Linked DNA regions of Pan troglodytes: region 1 is linked to region 2. Evidence: chromatin contacts called from public HiChIP or PLAC-seq data. All regions are on one chromosome and are shown on one strand. Each heading gives the region's core, a stretch centred on a gene start, on an enhancer-like site or on the middle of the called end of the contact. The rest is flanking DNA. Distances are from core to core; before and after follow the strand shown. Region 1 holds the start of ASAP2 (ArfGAP with SH3 domain, ankyrin repeat and PH domain 2). Region 2 holds the start of CPSF3 (cleavage and polyadenylation specific factor 3).

Evidence for each region. HiChIP or PLAC-seq counts read pairs in DNA pulled down with a chosen protein or histone mark.
Region 1: a contact with region 2 is called in an H3K4me3 HiChIP or PLAC-seq map of stem cell-derived excitatory neurons, with 5 times the contacts expected there. The contact joins the promoter of ASAP2 here to the promoter of CPSF3 in region 2. A contact is called at or near these places in 1 of 7 Hi-C or Micro-C datasets (stem cell-derived neural progenitor cells) and 1 of 1 datasets of contacts at active chromatin or transcription factors (stem cell-derived excitatory neurons).

The regions. Positions count from the first base shown.
Region 1 is chr12:113,670,453-113,673,335 of NHGRI_mPanTro3-v2.0_pri, forward strand. It overlaps ASAP2 (ArfGAP with SH3 domain, ankyrin repeat and PH domain 2), which reads right to left and starts at 1,280. Exons shown (of 27, transcript XM_016946784.3): 1 at 859-1,280. The coding sequence starts at 984. LOC134807948 (a long non-coding RNA gene) reads left to right here and starts at 1,504. Exons shown (of 2, transcript XR_010149634.1): 1 at 1,504-1,865; 2 at 2,231-2,313.
Region 2 is chr12:113,452,477-113,455,482 of NHGRI_mPanTro3-v2.0_pri, forward strand. It overlaps CPSF3 (cleavage and polyadenylation specific factor 3), which reads right to left and starts at 1,345. Exons shown (of 18, transcript NM_001246367.1): 1 at 1,178-1,345. The coding sequence starts at 1,227. It overlaps ITGB1BP1 (integrin subunit beta 1 binding protein 1), which reads left to right and starts at 1,489. Exons shown (of 6, transcript XM_063790130.1): 1 at 1,489-1,628.

The DNA.
Region 1 (2,883 bases), core at 30-2,529, 220 kb after region 2:
CCACAGCCAACGGTGGCCCCTGGACTCACAGACTCTGCCCCTTTCCCCACGGCTTTAATTTTCAACCAAGCTTCTTCGTTCCTACGTGTTCCTCTCCCCAGGACCTGGAGAGCGTACTGCTTAGCAGCTAGGCGTGATGACTTTGCACCTTGAAAGCACTTTACTAAAACCAGGCCTTTTCCAGGTTGAGGGGGAAGGGCGGCATTCCGGGTTCAAGCAGGTGAGACCCAGGTAACCGGGGAGCGGCTCCTGGAGGCTTCTTGGACCCAGAAGCGCCGACTCTCACACACCTTGCCCGCAGTTCCTTCTCCGGGCACGGGTGGAGCGCAGCCAGGCCGCCCTGGCTGAGGCGGGCACGCCTTCCCGGGCAGCCCGGGATGCCCCGGACCCGCGGACCCGAGGGTGGGGGCCCTGCGGCGCTCGGGGGCTGCGGCGGGGAGCTCGGAGCGCGGAGCTGCCCCCGCCGGTCCACTTCAAGAACAAGTTGATAAGGTCCGCACCGGGGACCAAAGACCCCGGGCGTCGGCGGGCGGCGGCGGGCAGCGGGATCCCCCGCTCGCCGCGGACCCCGACTCTGGACAAAGTTGGCCGCGCTGCGGGGAAAGGATCAGGCCGCGGAACCCCGCGAGGGCCACGAGGCCGAGAGAGGGGAGGTCTTAAAGAGGCCCAAGGTGGCCATCACCCATCTCCTCCGAGCCACCTAGGCGGGAACAAAGGGCTTCTGTCTCGGGCAGGGTTGGCCCGGCCGCGTCCGGCTTCGGAGCAAAGAAAGTTTTCTCGGGATGCGGATGCGGGAGCGGCGGGCGGGGCTGGGGCGCGGGATACCTGCGGCCGGAGCCGCCGCGCAGGCCGCCTCACCTCCTCGATGGCCGCCACAGTGTTCCGGCACTGCGCCGTGCGGGTGGTGAAGCTGGAGGCCGTGGGCGCCTTGTAGTCCTCATGGGTCTCGGCCACGAATTCCGACACGGAGATCTGGTCCGGCATCGCCTCGGCGCGAGGGCGCTGGCGCACAGCCGCAGGGGCGCCGCCGCCTCAACTGCCGCAGCAGGCTCCGACCGCCGCTCGGACACCGCCGCTGCCGCCGCCGCCGCTCCGGCCCGCGGACAAAGGGGAGCGCCGGGCGCGGGAGCCGCGCGGGGCCTGGCGGCGGAGCAGGGGCGGCGCGCAGCCCCGCGCAGCTCGGCCGGTCCGCCCGCCTGCGCGCCGAGGGCTCCGAGTCCGCTGCCGCCGCGTCCTCTCAGAGCGAGCCCCGAGGCGGGCGCGCACAGCCGGCGGGAACTACCCGCCACCCAGCCGCGGGCCCCGACGCCTCCCGCGGAGAGGGGCGGGTCCGGGCCGGGGGCGGCGGCCGGCCGGGCGTGGGGCGGGGCGGCGGGAGGACCGGGCCGCCAATCGGCGCGCTCGCCGCTGCCGCGCCGCCGGGAAGCGGAGCCCGCAGGAAGGAAGGCGGCGCGCGCCCCGGCCCGCCGAGCCGTTCCTGGCCGCCGCGCGCCGCATTGTCTCGGCGTTCCGGGCCCCGCGCGCCGCGCCCATGCCCCGCCCCCAGCCGGCCCGAGGCCCGGACTCCGACCCGCTGCCCGCGAGGGTGCGTGTGGAGGTGCGCCCCGCCGGAGTCCGGCCTTGTGCGCGCCAACCGCCCCCCGCCCACGGCGCGGAGCACCTCTGGTCTCCCCACTTGAACGGCGGGCCGCGCCGGCCCATGAGGAAAGCGGGGTGCGGAGCTCGCCCCCTGCCGGAGGATGCGCTCCGCCGGCGGGCACCCTGCGGGGACCACAGCCGGACGCCAGAAGTGACCTGACCGTGAATGTGCGCTTTGCGTGCAGTCATTGCATCGTCGCAGGCCTAGGAGACAGATGAAGAGATGGGTGCTTATTTTATATAGGGGACACAGTGTGCCCAAGAGCACAAGATAAACGGCCGGGTGGGGATTCAAACCCATGTTCCCTGACTCAAGTGTGAGCGCTTCAGAGCGGTGAGGGGCCCCTACTAAAAGTCCCAGTCGCGTTTACTAGGCTGCCCAATGATAGGTATTCTCGGTTATAGTTTTAGGGTACTAGGCCAGGACCCACCCTGGGAAGGCTACTGAACGCCCTGAAGTGGTATTCCCGCAGGCAGAGGAGGGAACCGAGGGGGTGCAGGAGGAGGGGGAGAACGTGCTACAGCAGCCAGTCAACCTCACACAAAACCGGGCCAGTAAAGGGTTCGAACTGGTACCGATTTTTATTTACAGCTCTTAAGGAAATTCTCGGTTATATTGAAAAATCCAGAAGCTCTGAAGATACCAGTCAAATAAAATCACACCCTATAACTCTACACCAGACTTGTGGCATGGTTTCTGTAGCTGCCAGCGGTAAAACCAAGAGAAACTTTACAAAAACCGTTTGTGCATCTGAAAAGGAGGAAGTGTGAGAGACATTGGAAATTCAATATGTCAGACAAAGCCGTCTCCTGACACTGCAGGACAGTAGACCAGTCAAACAATCTTTTTAAAGCCCCCATGTAAGAAGTTGCTATATGAGGTGGCAGCTTGGGTCAGACATTATGTATGGCCTTTGGTATTTTAGTAGCACTGCATGTAAAATTTAACTTTCTAAAATCGCTGTATTCGTGGATAGCTTTTATCATTGCACTAGACAAGTTACAATTTAAAAATTGTGTCTGTTTCTTTTTATGTTTTTTGATCCTTTTGGTGTCTGAAGTTTTCCTCTCTTTGCAACCTTCTACAATTCATGTTTTGTGTTTATTATTTATATTAATACAACCTCTCCAACACCAGGCAGATTCTGTTCCCTCCTACCTAGTTTCCCAGCTACAGTTTTTGACATGAGGGAATATGCTGAATCACTTTTCAAGTCTTGATTTGTAGAGGGCTGGTCTCTATGA
Region 2 (3,006 bases), core at 95-2,594:
AATGCCTACCTGCGCTCTTAGATTAGCTATTATTTACAAAGCACCTACCGCGATGTTCACTCTTCAAGTTTTATCTTATTTCCATATGAGAAAACGGGTTCAGTGAGATTGTTGTCCTACTAATTGGTCAAGTAGATAATGGACTTCAGGTCTGACTTCAAAGTAATGGTCTCCTATTATTCCAAAGTATCTCTCCAATATTTCCCACTGTGCACTGTAATTCTCTCCAAAAGGGCGAGAGCAATTAACTGGGCCCTCTGTTGCGTCTATATCCCCACGTGTGGTGCTTGACACTTGCTCAGTGTTTGCTCATTACAGGAAGACATGACAGGTGTGAACTAAGCAGAAGGAAACGGACTATGTCCCAAGCAGGTGCTCAATGAAGCCTTACTGAATGAATGTGTAAAGGAGATACTTTCTACCTTTTGGAATGCGTATATTCATGTTGTGCCAACTAATATCTAACAATAAACATGTTGTGGGTTCGAAATGCTCATCTGTAGGAATTCAAGTTCTCTACATTTGCATCTCCCCTTCAGCAGCATTCCCGACTGATGAGGATCGTGTCCACTGAAAGGCCACTCTCCTTATGGACAGTCGAGGGCTGAGTTTTTGTCCCTAACACCTCTGCACTTTCTCCTCTCCAGCTTTACACCTTCCTTATTCTACTAGGGCCTGAGCTGAGAAGATCGAAACTCACGGCAAGTCCCTAATATTTTCTAACTTCTGGCACATGTGAAGCCCTGGTGTTAAGAAACAGACTTAATTCTTCCCTGCACCGCTGTAGCCTCATTCAGGTCTCCTCTCATCCTGTCGGTCATAAGCTTCACCGGCTCCCTCACAGCTTGCCCTGACGCGCAGAGATCCGTGCTTGTGCTAAGTGAAAACGCTTCTTGTACGAAAGCGAGCGGTGGCCCCGTAAAACTTTTTTTTCCGACTCCAACATACCCTCCCTTGAAACTGAAAAAAGCCAAATCCCGTTCACTCTATAGCAGGCCCCTTCCGATCAACGGTCCTCCAACCCCTCGAGCCTGAGAAGCCTGGCCCGCAAGCGCGGACCAAAGGCAGTCTGCCGGGGTAGGTGGGAGCGCGGGCGACGGAGGAGGCCAAAGTCTCCGGTTACCCCTCGCGCCCCTCACAGCCCGTGGCTTCATTCCCTCTCTTGCTGGTCCCTTACAGGGGTCGGATCAGCAGCTGGTCGCTCTCCTCAGCAGGAATCGCAGACATCCCGAAAGTGTGAGGGCGAAGCGGGAGTGAGGAACAGGTCGCCGGGGTCTTCCTAAATTGGAAGCACAGCCACCGGTAAATAAAGAAGGAAGAACCCCATTCACCAAGAGCACAACTTCCGTCACTCCGGAGCCCGCGGCACTAGACTCCTCCCCTCGACTTCCGGTCGGGGGACGCCGCTCGCGAGCCTTCCCACCACTTGGGGTCCTGGAACCGGGGGCGGCACGTCAGGACTGCGCCTGCGCATAGTCTTGGAGGCGCGGCCCGGCGGACGTGGGCAGGAGGGCTGGAAAAACCGGCGCTGGAGCGGGAACGGGAGTAGCTGCCTGGGCGCCGAAGGCCGCGGCACTCCCACGCGGACCCCGAAGTCCGCAACCCGGGGATGGGCCCGCGGCTGCGAGGTGAGCGCCCAGCCCTCGTCCCGCTTGGGGCCGAGCTCGCGGAGGCCTGACGGGAACACGGCCCCGAGAGCGGTGCGGACGGCCAGGAAGGATGGGTGGGGCCGCGGGGCGGGCGGAGGAGGGATGCCTGGGCTCGGGCTTGGTTCCGGGCGGGGCCGCGCTCCCGGGGCGCGGGTGGAGGAGCTTGGAACCGCAGATCGGGCGTGGGCTTGCGGACTGCAGCTTCCCGAGCCGCTGTCGCCCCGGAGGGGCGGCAAGGCGGGCGGCGCGGGCCGTTTCCTTGCCTCTTCCTCTGCCCCGCTTCGGCCGCCTCCCGCCTCTCAGGGTCGGGGTTGTCTGTCCCCTTCGCTGTCACATCCTCCGCACCCAGCGCTTGGAAGGTGCTCCATCACGGTGACAGACAGGTGCCAAGCAGGCTGGCGTCTGGGAGGAACTTCAGAGCCGGCTCTCCCTAGGCCCCGAGCTTGGCCGCATCCGTCCTTACTCTGGTGACCCTGGGCAGGTCACTGACTCTTCGGGCGCTTTGGCATCCTCGTTTGAAAGGGGCTGTTATCCTGCAGCCTTGCTGGTCGGTGAGGGTGAGGGTGAGAGGGATCTGTGCACCTAGCACCGTGCATGGCACGTGGTAGGCGTTTGGTACATGGGAATTGCTGTTGGGGTGTCACCTCCCCAGAAAGTTCTCGGCTTCAGTAAGCGCGTCCCCTGCCAGGCGCCCTGGCAATGCAGAGGAGTCACCGAGCTCCGCCTTTGACCAGCGTGCAGCTGGGAGAGTGAGATCAGAGACCACAGCAGATCGTGGCGCTGTGATCAGGGGGTACACTCAAGCTGTGGGTCCCTTACCCCAGCCTTGAGATCCCAGGAAGGCCTGCAGCCTGAAACGGGCCTTGAAAGGTAAGAAGTAGCCAAGTGCCTGAAAGGTGAAGGACGTCCCGGGCGGTGCAAAGCAGGGGCGCGTGGAGCATCGCGCTGAGAACCAGGAGCAGCTTTGCCTTGCTGAGATCAATGAACTGTGCCCGGGTTGTGGAGGATGGAAGTGGAAAGGTGATTAGGAGCTGGGTCCTGGAGGACCTGGGGTGTCGTGCTGAAGAACGTTGACTTTGGTCTCTGACTTTGGAGAACCAGTGAAAGATTTTCAGCAGGCTAGTGGCATTAGATTCATGTTTGAAAGAAATCATTTTAATCGTTTTGGCTGCAGTGTGGGGGTAGATTTAAAGTGTTAGGGAATCCAGTAGGACAAGGTCCCTTATCCACGAAATATCCTTGGGTTTGTGAATTCCTTAAATTCATGCCAAACTTTGTATGGATGTGCATTTTTATAGGGTGAGGATCCATCACATTCATCAGATTCTAAAAACATAGTGTCTGTGCCCATGGTCTA